Regions from separate parts of the Mus musculus genome. Here region 2 is linked to region 1. The links are chromatin contacts, called in public promoter capture Hi-C maps. All regions are on one chromosome and are shown on one strand. Each heading gives the region's core, a stretch centred on a gene start, on an enhancer-like site or on the middle of the called end of the contact. The rest is flanking DNA. Distances are from core to core; before and after follow the strand shown.

Region 1 (6,197 bases), core at 3,625-6,124:
AAATACTTTCATGCACTTTCAGTAAGATCTAGGCTTATTGAAACAATTTTCACTAGCTATCTTATCATTCTACTATTGTTTCACTGAAGTGAGGACTTATCTTTTAAACCCAGGAAAACATAACTATGTTAAATAGGCTAAGTTCTCTCTACCCCTATGATTTTGACTTTTGATTTACTCAAAAATGGTAGGACTGACTTTAAGTTACTTAACCATGTATCAGACACTGTTTCACGCTGTACTGGATAATCATTTTCTTTTCTTCCCAATGTGTTTCCTTAAATACTTAAATGTACTGAGAACGTATACTTCCTTCCCATCTCTCACCCTTTCCAGAACTAGACATGGGGGGGAAGTACAGTAAATTACTGATAACCTTCGACAATTCAGTTACTTGATACTTAATTGCACTTATTCTAATATATTTTGGGAGAGAAAAACCCATCTATTCTGAGCAGACAATTTAGCAGTCATTTTAGGACTGAAACTGTGACTATTACTCTCAATCTATTCAACATATTTTAATTTAGTAAAGTATTCTATAAATAAGCCATCCACTCACATTTTAATTTAAAAATCCATCTATTAATGATATACTTCTTTTAATTTTGGAAATAACTTTCTAGCATGATCTAAAATCTCAAATGTTGACAAATGCTGATGTGATAATTCTAATAAACATAAAAATAATGTTGTATTCAAGAATTCTAACTTGTGTGACTTAGTAAAAACTGCAAATTGAACACGACTTTGGTTAAAATAGGAAAAAAAAAACCCTATATATTACAAAGAAATTAAACTTAAAACTTTAAATGGCTCTGACTTCCACTAGAAAGGTCCTCTCAATTTAAGTAAACGTCAAGTAAATAAAAGAGGTGACTCTAGACAGTATTCACAGCATGCTTTTCCCTATTCCCCTCATGTATGTGTAATCTATAAAGATATGTAGCCCTGAACTTTAACTTAGATGTGACCAGTTGCAGAAAACATTTTCAGATGCCATAAATCTTTAAAATATATTTTTCCAATGTTTTGTACACTTAGTGTTTGTGTGTGTTTATGTGTGTGTATATATATGTATATGTATGTATGTGTGTGGTATATATATATATATATATACACACACACCAAATTTATCCAGAACTAGTTCATCTTCCTTCCCCTCTCCCTCTCTCTCTCTGAGACAGGGTTTCTCAATATAGCCTTGCCTATCCTGGAACTCAGAGATCCACCTAACCTCTGACTCCTGAGTCCTGGGATTAAAGGGGTGCACACCCACTGCCTGGCTTCGAACTAGTTTTTTAGAAAGTATCATTATACATGAAAGTATGCTTTAAAATTTTTAAGTATTTGAAGAACCACTGTATATCTTTAAAGTGTTGGAGTACTGTTTTACAAATAAGCCTCTGTACCATATGGTCTTTTCAATAGGAATAGTAGCTAAAATATCACAACACATCGAGAAAAGTTATTTTAACTAAATGTGTAGCTAATTGCTCATGAATATGCATCCACACTTACAAATGTCTTCATCATCATTTATATTCAGAGGTAGGAGATAAAAATGTCAAAATATTATTTCTTCACAACAAGCAAAGACTCCCAAGTCAACACAAACACAGAGTACCTAACTGCCTAGTTGAATTAGAAATTAAATTTATTTAAATGTCCTTAAATATATCTGAGATACAGAGAAACACTCAAAAGTTTAAGGCAAATGTTTTAATTGAATTCTTCACCAAAAAGATAGACACATATAAAAATTTTCCAAGAAAAAAAAAAAAAAAACTCACCAGTTGAATACTAAAATATATTGAAGAACTAAGAATGTATTGCATGCATCAACAATTTACATTAATATTTTTACCATTAATAAGCTTTACAAAAGATGTAATTTTATCTCTTCTGTGAAGTGTTTATAGAATCCAAATTCTCATAGACTTTGAAAAAAAGATAGACCTGATGCTATAAATACAAACCTAAAATGTCTTTCCTTTCCAAAGCCTGTCATAGTGACTTTATTTACAAAACACATCACACTACACCCACACAAAAATCAAAGGACTCACAGTTATATATATTAAAATTATAATACAGTATTTTAAAAAACTCCCTATGTTAACACAAATAAATCTTCAAAGAAGTGTGAAAACACAAATTTTAGAATACATGTAAAGTATGTTATCAATAGTATATTGTAAAAAGTTTAAAAACACAAAGACTACATATCATTTATGACTATATACATATGCAAGAAGGGTATAAAAAGCATATATACAGAATACAGAGCAATTTCATAATAGGGTTACCATAGGGAGAATAGAGAATAGACAAAATGAGGTAGATACAAAGGAGATTTTACCTCTATCCATGTTAAACATTACAAAAGGTTGAAAAAATATATTATGTTAATATTGTTAAATCTGATGGTGTTATTATATAATGGAGTCCACTATATTATTCTCTAAACTATTTAATATTGTTAGTATTTCATAATAAAAATGAAAACATCCACAGATGACGTCATGTTAACTAATTAGAAATACTAAAACAGATTTCCTTTCCCAAAGTGACAATAAATATTAACAGAAAATGCTGCATAATTACCGATGTGTATATTTATTAAGTACCCATTTATTATTTTAAAATATGCATACAATTAGAAGCAGACTTAAATACTACTTAAAAAATTCTTCTCCTTGGTCAAAGGATTTAACTTCATACCACAAACAGGCTCTCCTTGCTTTAAAAACATCTCTTTGAATTATTTCTTAATGGTAGTAAGTGAACACTCTGAATTTTCTTTTAAGCCATTTCTTTCAAATGTGACTTAGAACAAAAGGTTTAGTGCATATAGAACAGACCTGGCTTACTTTAAAGATCAAAGAATACATTGTATTGCAATACAAACAGTGGCTCAATTAAAAACCAACATTAAATCACCAATATAAAAACTGCTTTTCAGTCTGAAACTCTCAAACTGAAGGAAAATATATATGGTTCCTAATTTTAGTTACCAAACTTTTTTTCTTGTCTGGAAAATATTCCCATCTTTGTCACATAAATAATACATCCTGGATCACAGATGAAGTTTTCAAATTAAAGATAAACAACTACTTGCCTGCTGTTTCTGATATGCAGTGTTTGGATTTATCTTTGACTCTAAGAGTAGCGATCCTGAAAGAGTAAAAAAAAAAAAAGTCTGAAATTATAAAACCTTCAGTAGCACACATCTAGTAAGCATTTCATGTCTTCTCACCAGATGAACATCTGAAGCTACAAATGTATTTTAATTCATATTTTCTAAATAAAGACTACATGGTTAACTTAGACTGTTTCATCCTACCTCCATATGTCCTCAGAAGGAAGGAAATGTGAAATCAATATTCAGACTATGAGGTAACTAAAACCTTTAAGGTCTAATTGACCATTTGAAGACTAAACTTTAACAAAAGCTGTTTCACTGAATTTCCTGTCTAACAAAACAAATTACAAGGACCCCAGAGAGACTTACCATACAAATGATATTTATCCTTTTCCTTTGACAAACCCTCCTCTTCATAATGTAGAAATAAATGCCTCTTAACTCCTAATGAGGGACTCTGCACTAGTACAACATTTGCCCAAAATGATCTAAGATTGCTATTCTTTTATTTCTTGAATGCATTAGCTGTTCCAGTTGGGCAGCTCTTGAGTATATATAAGTAGTAGCTTTTTTATTATGGCTGTCAGTTTTTAATATTAAAATGGTTTCTATGAATTCTGCAATCAACAAATACAACTTCACAGTCCGCTTTAGTTTTCTAACTTGCCGAGATTGTGGAACCCACTTTTTCACTCCCTACAACGGCAGCCTTGGAGGGATCAATCAATAAATATGTACGTGCTTGTGTGTTTCGTGGCAACAGTCTGTAGTAACTCCAAGAGAAAGTCCGTTTTAGTTTTCCCCAGCACCTGGCGATTGGAACAACTGAAACTTGTTTTTAAGGCAGAGTTTCTCTAAACCTTTTATGCTACATAGGTACAACCGACAGGACTGTACCTAAAGCGGCTCGGGAGTCGGGGGTCATCTCATGGGCGATATTCCTACCTGGTCTTCTACTGACTTCCCACTCATACATTCTAAACCTCAACTACCGGGTTGGGATGGGGGGGTGGGGGGGGGGGGAGAAGGAGTCAAATCCTCAATAGGGATGGAGGCGGAGAACTGCGAGTTCACGTCTGACAGAGAGTAAATCCAGGCCCAGCAGTTTGTTTTTATCGTAAAGAAGGGCAGGCTCAAGACCAATGCGCTGTCCCTAGTGGTGCTAGTCAGAATACAGTACCGGAGCGCAGCGCTTAACCCTCAGGTTGTGCCGCAACCGATGCACTATCCCCTACCCCACCGTTCCAATACCCTTACCGTCGGACTCGGCACGAACCAGCAGCGACATCCCCTTGAGCTCCTCTACGTAAGTGGAGGAGACGTGCCCGGTGCCTCGGTCGTCCCATTGCCGGTCTTCGTTAAGGGTATAGACCTTCACTCGCCTCCGTGTATCCGACATGGTGGCTTCTGGCCCCACCGTTCCAGCCGCCACCTCCTCGCTCACCTCGCCGGTATCCCTCACTCTTGAGAGCCGGTAGTGGCGGCAGCGGCGGTGGTGGCAGCGACTCTGGAGAGGCCCGAGTTTACCATGGCTCTAAAGGTTTAGCCGCGAGAAGGGGTGACCAGAGCCACCGAGAGCCCTCCGCTCGTGGTCTCCGCTACCCCTCCCTTCACCGCGGCGCACAACCACTCTCCCTTCCTTTTGCGTCCCGGAGCTCGCTCGCTCTCCCGCTGCCGCCGCCCGCCGCGGTTACTACTACAGATCCGCCATCTTGTAACCCGACTCTCTGCCTTTCTCTTCCTCTTCCAGCAGGTTCGTACGGGCTGCCCTAGCAGGGGCTACGGCGGCCGACGAGCCCAACGCACAGTACCTTTACCTCCGAACACACTTCCGGAGAGTCAGACCTCGGCGATCTCGCGAGGAGTGCGCCGCCGAGGTGAGCCGGCCAAGGAGGGACTTCCTCCTCTTTCGGCCCCGCTTCCTGATTCGGGAATCTCAGTTGGGCGGGGAAGTCCCGCGAGCTTTTCTACCTGCGCCGGGAGGAAGCGTGTGTAGAAGGTTGCCTTGGCGATGGAGTTGCCGAGTTGTTCTTCGGGATTTGTAGGGCTGATGTTGGTCATGTGGCGGGTTGTCAACTCTGGACTTGCTCTCAGCAGAACAGAGCCAGGCTGAGAAGTCCGAATGCGTGCACAGGACTAGAGTGAAGCCAAGTGTAGGGACTCAGGCTGACAGCCCGAAAAGGACTGAGACGGGGTGAGGGTGTTCGAGTCATTCGTGAAGACGATGGGAGGTCGAGCCTTCACCCACTAAAATCCGTTATAGAATCTGCGAGGCTTCTGCCGGGAAGGTGTTCCATGGCCACGATGAGCAGTGGGCGATCTAATGTTCCACAAACGCGTTGACAGTTCCTATTTCCCGCCGAAGCGTTCTTCCGTTAGCCGGGTACCACGGACCATTAAAAGGTTCAGAGAGACCGGCGGCAGCGACGAGGCAAGCACAGGCGTACAGCCTCACAATCCTCGGGGAGCTCTCAGCTTCATGTGCCGCAAGAACGGTTTCCAGCGTGAAGTTAACGTCGCTCAGAGCGTGACGCTCGCCCGAAGGCATCCGCTCCCAGCGTAGTTCTGCCGCCTCTCCGTTCTCTTATATGGTCCCTCAACTCTTGGCTCTAACCTGAAAGGTGAACACGGGGCAGGTGCACATGTTGATCCCGCGGTGTATTTCGGGAGTTGTAGTCATCACCATGCTTGTCAAAGTGTGCTTATGATTTGACGAGGTTAGGCGGCAACTCATGTTTAAAAGGGTGTCTTATGTACATAGTCGCTTGATTGAAAAGGATTTCAAAATTTGAACTATCATTGCGATTCTTTAAATGTATGAGGGACCAAGAAAATTAGCCTGGTCTGCTGTCATTTGCCTGTAACGACTGCATATGGAAATTGCAGCCTATGGTATGTAACAGGATTCTGCCTATGATAAAAGGACGTGAATCACTATACATAAGTCCCTGATAATCTGTGACTGATATGGACAAAATGTACTTTGAACCAGGGAAAATATGACTTGTTTGGGGAAGGCCATAGAAAGCTTTCCAGAGTCAGTGTTTTAGCC
Region 2 (6,105 bases), core at 393-2,892, 2.8 Mb before region 1:
ATCTGCAATAACACAAGAAATGTCTCATCTCTGGACACAATATTTTCCAAGGAAGGGAGCCTGTTTGGTGGCTGGAAGAATGAAAGGATTTGAAGGGGTAAAAAAAAAAAAATCTTTTGCTGCTTGGGTTCCTGGGTTAGGGTAGCCTGGGGGACAAGGAAAGGAAGATCACCCGGTTACCTTCTCGGGAGCAGCCAGCTGCAAATGATTAACCTCCAAGGGCGTGATGAGAGGGACGGTCTGGAAACCATCCTCCACGGAAGGCGGCTTGGCCCCCTTCTCTCCAGGGTTGCTGTTCAGCTTCACCATGCTTCTGCTTTTATTCCAGACCTAAGGCAAGCAGCAGGATTCTGGTTACAGTGGGAATGTGAGGGGCTGAGGACGGTCTGAGACAGCTCAACTGCAGCAGCATTCAACCTGGCAACAGCCATCAATCTCCCACTAGATTTCCTGACATGATTCCCATTGTCCGGGGAAACTTCATTAATCATCAGAATGTGCTAACTGCTCACCGAGTTCACCAACCCTCGAATTAGGGAGCCCCTCCCAAACCCCCAAACCCCCAAACCAAAAAACCCCCAAAACCTCAGACCTTCATTTTTTTTTTAAATGAGCTTAAAAAAAATACCAAGAAACTGTGGCTAACATATCCCTAGAGCCCCACTGGCAAGATTGTTCTTAGCACAAAAGGAAACTCCATTATTCTGGGCCCCCTGCAGTAAGATACATTTCATCTCACCACCCACATCGCTATTTTGCCTTTTCTTCACCAATCTCTAAAACACAATTAAATACAGTCAATCTCTCTCTCAAGACCCCCCTCTCTCTCTCTCTCTCTCTCTCTCTCTCTCTCTCTCTCTTTTACATAATATGTAGATTGTACACGAGACCCAGGTTTCTACATCAGAAAGAGGCTGGCTTGAACCTGATCTCCTTATTCAGCCATGAAATAGCTCCATTTCCTCAATAGCCAGGGCCTTCCTTCCTTCCTTCCTTCCTTTCTTTCTTTCTTTCTTTCTTTCTTTCTTTCTTTCTTTCTTTCTTTCTTTCTTTCTTTCTTTCTTTCTTTCTTTCTTTCTTTCTTTCCTTCTTTCTTTCCTTCCTTCCTTCCTTCCTTCCTTCCTTCCTTCCTTCCTTCCTTCCTTCCTTCCTTCCTTCTTTCTTTCTTTCTTTCTTTCTTTCTTTCTTTCTTTCTTCCTTCCTTTCTTTCTTTTCATGGAAAGTTAGCAGCCCCCATATTGCAAGATTGCCAACTAAATAAACAAATCACATTATTTCCCTCCAGTTCCCTTTGAACTCAAGGATTGATTTCACCGCACCCTCAAAAGCCCTGCACAACTGAATTTCTCCTGTCAATCCGGCTGGTGGGACGTAATTAGACAAACGGAGTTGTGGGGATGACAGGGTGGTAAGGGCTGGGAGGGTGCTGGGGAGTGGTTACAACAAAAACAAATGCCTACTTACTGTGCGGCACTGGTGGGGGTCAGAGCAGAGTCAAGCCAATATGTAGAGGAGGAGGACAAACAGGAGTCCTCCCTCCTCAGCCAGAGCGTGGTGCTGAAAAAAGCAGCCCTCGCGTGCCTGGATCCGGAGCTTCTGAGAACGAGGCGCCAGCGCGCAGAGAAGATCTGGCAGCTGCCAGCCTGCTCGCCAGCTCGCGCCTCCCACCGGGGACGGCTCCCACACCACCTGTCATCTGGCACCACCTGCTGTTTCTCATGCATGGCCACAACCCCTGCATAGGACAAACGTTTTAAAGAAAAGTGGAAGGAATTTTGGTTATTCCAAAAACAGTAATGTGGCTTATAATTTTTTTTACAATAATGTAAAATGCAATTCTTGAGTCTTTGGTGGAAACTGAAAAAGCAGGCACTTTGTTTTTTGTTTTGTTTTGTTTTGTTTTAGGAGAAGGGCTCCCCTCTTGCTAAAGCTTCCCTAACAATACTGTAAAACTCAAAACACCTGCTCTGGGTTAGAAGAGAAAGTAAACTGGTAGTTACTTTCCATTTCCTGTGCTGTTACACCTTTCTGGTCTCTTTCAAGCTACTGCCCTCTTTTGTAAACTGTGGTTTCTAACAAAGACTGGGAAATGGGGTGGCTTGCACTGTGAACACACCTGCATAAACTGCAGACAGTGCATAGACTTGACCTGTCTAAGGTCACAGAACTGGAAAAGGCCAGAACTGGGACTTGATCCCTGACTCTTGTCCCCAAAATCCATATCTAGGTCAAGACGTTAAATAACATCCAGTTTGCTGACCAGAGTAAGAAGGAGTGGAGAGGCAGTGTCAGCCGGACCAAACTGGCTGGGTGGGTCTGACACATTTTCAGCCACTCCCTGAGCCTCTGCTGCCTTGCCTTTGATGGAGGATAACAGCACTTGCAGAATGAGATGGCAGGGAGTACGGGAAGAGAATGTACCCATGGAAACACATCTGACTTGTGAGAGATGCTCTGAACGCCTATTTCAACCACAGGGATGATTGAGCCCACTGCCAGTGACTTCTCCCAGCTGTGGCTCAAATCACTGTTCATCAACAGCTGCAGTACTGACTGAGTGGTTCACTTTGATTTAAAAAATATTTGTTCTGTGTGGAAAAAAAAAAATCACCCTAGCTAGTGTCTATGTGTTACAAGGCACAGAAACGCGTGTGTCTTCTGTATTGTTCGGGCATGAAATGTGTGTAAGGGTTTTTGAGACCATGAAGGCTGTCATCTATCAGCACCACACAGGGCAGTGTTAAATGGTGATGTATATGTGTGAGAGGGAAGTATTCTAAGAAATATTGGTTTTCCTTCCCCTTCTTTCCAAAGACCTAAATGACTGCCAAATTCATGCATGGCACGAGACCAGCACAGTATAGCCAGCAACCACAGGTTCAATTGTGAACATGTATATTTCAGATCCTAACGCTGCTGCCCTAAGAGTCAAAGAAATCCCCTCTGATAGTTCATGGCTGATTGACAAGGAAAAGCCACACTTTTCAAGACAGAGGTCCCTAGAGTTCACTAAGCTCCAGAAAGCAGCTTGCCTGGAGGCAAGGAGAAGTCCAGGCTTGGTGACCTGTGAGGTTAAGACCCAAGCTGGAAGGAAGGCCATGGCTGGAATGGCATGTCTAACCTTGATGGAGAACAAGGTTGAGGGGTTCCAGATAAAATAGAATAATTGGTATTTAAAAAAAAATTGAGGATTGAAAGCAAATACTATCACATCATTTGATGAGGTTTTCAATGTACGCAACATGCAAGACATCTGTGCAGCAGAGTGCGGTGGAAAGAAACCAAGATGGTGTCGGATATGGCCTTATAGACTGCTTTAAGTGATGAAGCTTTGGGTCCAAGTAATCTGTATCAATTTAAGTATGTTTTTTGCAATCTTAAGATAGCCAAAAAGATACATAGTGTGTGTGTGTGTGTGTGTGTGTGTGTAATAATCAAAATGCAATAAACATCATCTACTGTGCAGAGGGTGGGAGAGCCGGCCTCAAGGGCATGACAGCAGGAGAGCTGGCCCTGACCCTCACTGGCTGCATCACTGGGTAAGCTGGCTGGGGCAGTGCTGGAGAGTTCGCCCTGGTGGTGTGGTGGGTGCAGGAGAACTGGCAGGCTGACCAGCTCAGCTAGCACTCAGGCCCAGATCCAGGGCAATGAGTTAGGCCACCCCAACATCTAACCCATCTATGAACTGTTGGAGTGCATGAAGGCTTTAGGATCTGGCAGATCCAAAGCTGCAGGATCTCCATGACACATGCTGGCTAGGAAGATCCACCGGTGGTCTGACTGACAGGACTGGTCTCAGCTGGGCCCTCTCTGCAGCCTGCCATGGCGGTGAGACATTCTAGGAGACAGTGCAATGGCATCCTGGAATGTCTAACTGTTCAAGAACTACAAAGGCCAGCCTGGTACAGAATGAGCTCCAGGGCATCCAAAGCTACAGAGAAAAAACCCTGTCTCAAAAAACCTAAACAACAACAACAACAACAACAAAAAAAACCCAACAAAACCAACAAACATACAAAGGAAAAGAGTTCAATAAAAGATCATGGAAAAGAGAAATTAAAAAGAGTTTCAGGAAGACAGACACACTGTGATGACACTGGGTAGAGTGTGACAGTTCATTTCCACCATCAACCTGGTTGGACTGAATAGCATCCACGGAGGCATTAATTAGTGAGGCACACCTCTGGGTGTGTCCATGGGGGGGTGGGGATCCTCCAGAGAGAATTAACTGAGGGAGGAGGACCCTTGTTGGATACCAGGGAGCACTTTCCCATGATCTGGAGTCTCTAAATGAGCAAAAGTTGCAAAGCAGAAAGCTAGCTGTGTGGAGCCAACCCCTGTCTCCCATTGGTTCCTGCAGCTTTCTGCTACGTGACAGCAGCTGATCCCACAGACAGGCTTCCCTGCCCCAATGGGCTGCAACTTCAGATCCAAGAGCCAAGGTAAACCCTTCCTCCTTTACGTCGCTTTTTGCCAGGCATTTAGATACAGCCATGAGAAAAGGAACAAATCTGTGATCTGACAGAAGCTCAAAGTGGCTGCATTAGTGTTAGACACAGCAGACCCCAGGGAAAGAAAACGACAATTGAGAACAGGGAACTTTATGATCAGCTAGTATTGATTCACAAATAGGCGCAACAATCTTAAATCTGTGTAACTGAAAACTAAAACGTCTATGTATATGACCCCACACTTTAGGAGAAAGGAGTCCCCACCTAGACTCCGTGACAACTGCAGTTGTCAGTACGGATGGAATGAATGTGGCAAACCGAAAATCAGCAATGATTCAGTACAGGATTCACGTCAAGACCACTAGCTGAAGAAGTGGGGAGGCTGTCTTGTGTCTTTGTTAACAATATCCCTTCATTTACTTATTAGATGTCAGTAGTATCTTCCTCCAAGTTGTGGTGACAAAAAAAAATTTGCCTCTGTCCATTAGCAAACAAGATGTGGGGGATGTGGAAGGCAGAAAAACTGCCGGTTACAGGAAAAAGAAAAGTCCACCCCCAAAGCCCCAGCCAGTTCAGTCTAGGACAGTCAGTCTGTCAGTCAGGAATATTTATACAGACAACCAGATGCGTCCTGTAAAAGAGTGAACCGCCCTGACTGGCCACATATGCATTTTTAATTCACTCTGTCTGGCCAGTGAGATCACTGTATCAAACCAAATAAAGACTATCTAATATAAGAACATTGCTGGCCGATACATCTCAAAATGTAGGTGCCAAGTCTTCAACAAAATACCAGGAAAATCAATTTAGTTACAGGACAAACTAGCAATATATCATGAATAAGTAAGTGGACTTTGTACTAGAAATAAAGTTGACTGAGAAAAGTAATTTGATAAAACTTAACATCCAGGGGCTGGAGAGATAGCTCAGCAGCTAAGAGTGCTCCCTTCTGCTGCGGATGTGGGGTCAGTTTCTAGCCTTCACATTAGGTGACCTTCAGTCCTTTGACAGCACCTGCATGGACAGGGTCCACCTCAGCTTTCACAGGTACACACACATATATACACAAACAAAGACGATTTAAAAATCCGTTCACAATAAAAGAACTCTCAGAAAATTTGGTATAAACAGAGAGCAAGTAGACAGAGTAATGTGCAAGAATTGATTGCATTTCAGTGTGCTCTCAATAACCAGAAGGTAAGTGTTTAAAAAAAAAATTCACACCATTTTTCAAAAATGGTGAAATCCTGTGATTAGTCTGGCCAGCAAAATCCACACAGGATCTAGATGGCAGAATTACAAAATGCTGACAACAGCGTTCAGATAGCCAAACACTGGAAGACACAGCGAGTCTGTGAGCTGGAGACCGGCTGCTGCAGCAACAACGGTATTCTCTAGTACCTGATTGCTAGCTGAATTTCTGTTGTAATCTTCAGCAGGAATTTTTATGGTTCAACAAGGTCACTCTAATGCATAGGGAGAATCTAGGGGCTAGAATAACTAACATGATCTTTTAAAAGAATCCTCACACCCAGTTTAGGAAAACCAATCTTAAAAAGGTAAATAAATAAGAAAGAAAGAGAGAGGGGGGGGGGAAGGAAGAAGGAGGGAGGGAGGGAGGGAGAGAGGGAGGGAGGGAGAGAGGGAGGGAGGG

The links. Promoter capture Hi-C pulls out the DNA fragments that hold promoters and counts their contacts.
Region 2: a contact with region 1 is called in a promoter capture Hi-C map of the C10 cell line, with 5 times the contacts expected there. The contact joins the promoter of Nsg2 here to the promoter of Ppp4r3b in region 1. A contact is called at or near these places in 2 of 39 promoter capture datasets (the C10 cell line and pre-B cells).

The regions. Positions count from the first base shown.
Region 1 is chr11:29,171,653-29,177,849 of GRCm38.p6, reverse strand. It overlaps Ppp4r3b (protein phosphatase 4 regulatory subunit 3B), which reads right to left and starts at 4,874. Exons shown (of 16, transcript NM_134034.3): 1 at 4,403-4,874; 2 at 3,122-3,177. The coding sequence starts at 4,544.
Region 2 is chr11:31,995,956-32,002,060 of GRCm38.p6, reverse strand. It overlaps Nsg2 (neuron specific gene family member 2), which reads right to left and starts at 1,642. Exons shown (of 5, transcript NM_008741.4): 1 at 1,465-1,642; 2 at 181-330. The coding sequence starts at 309.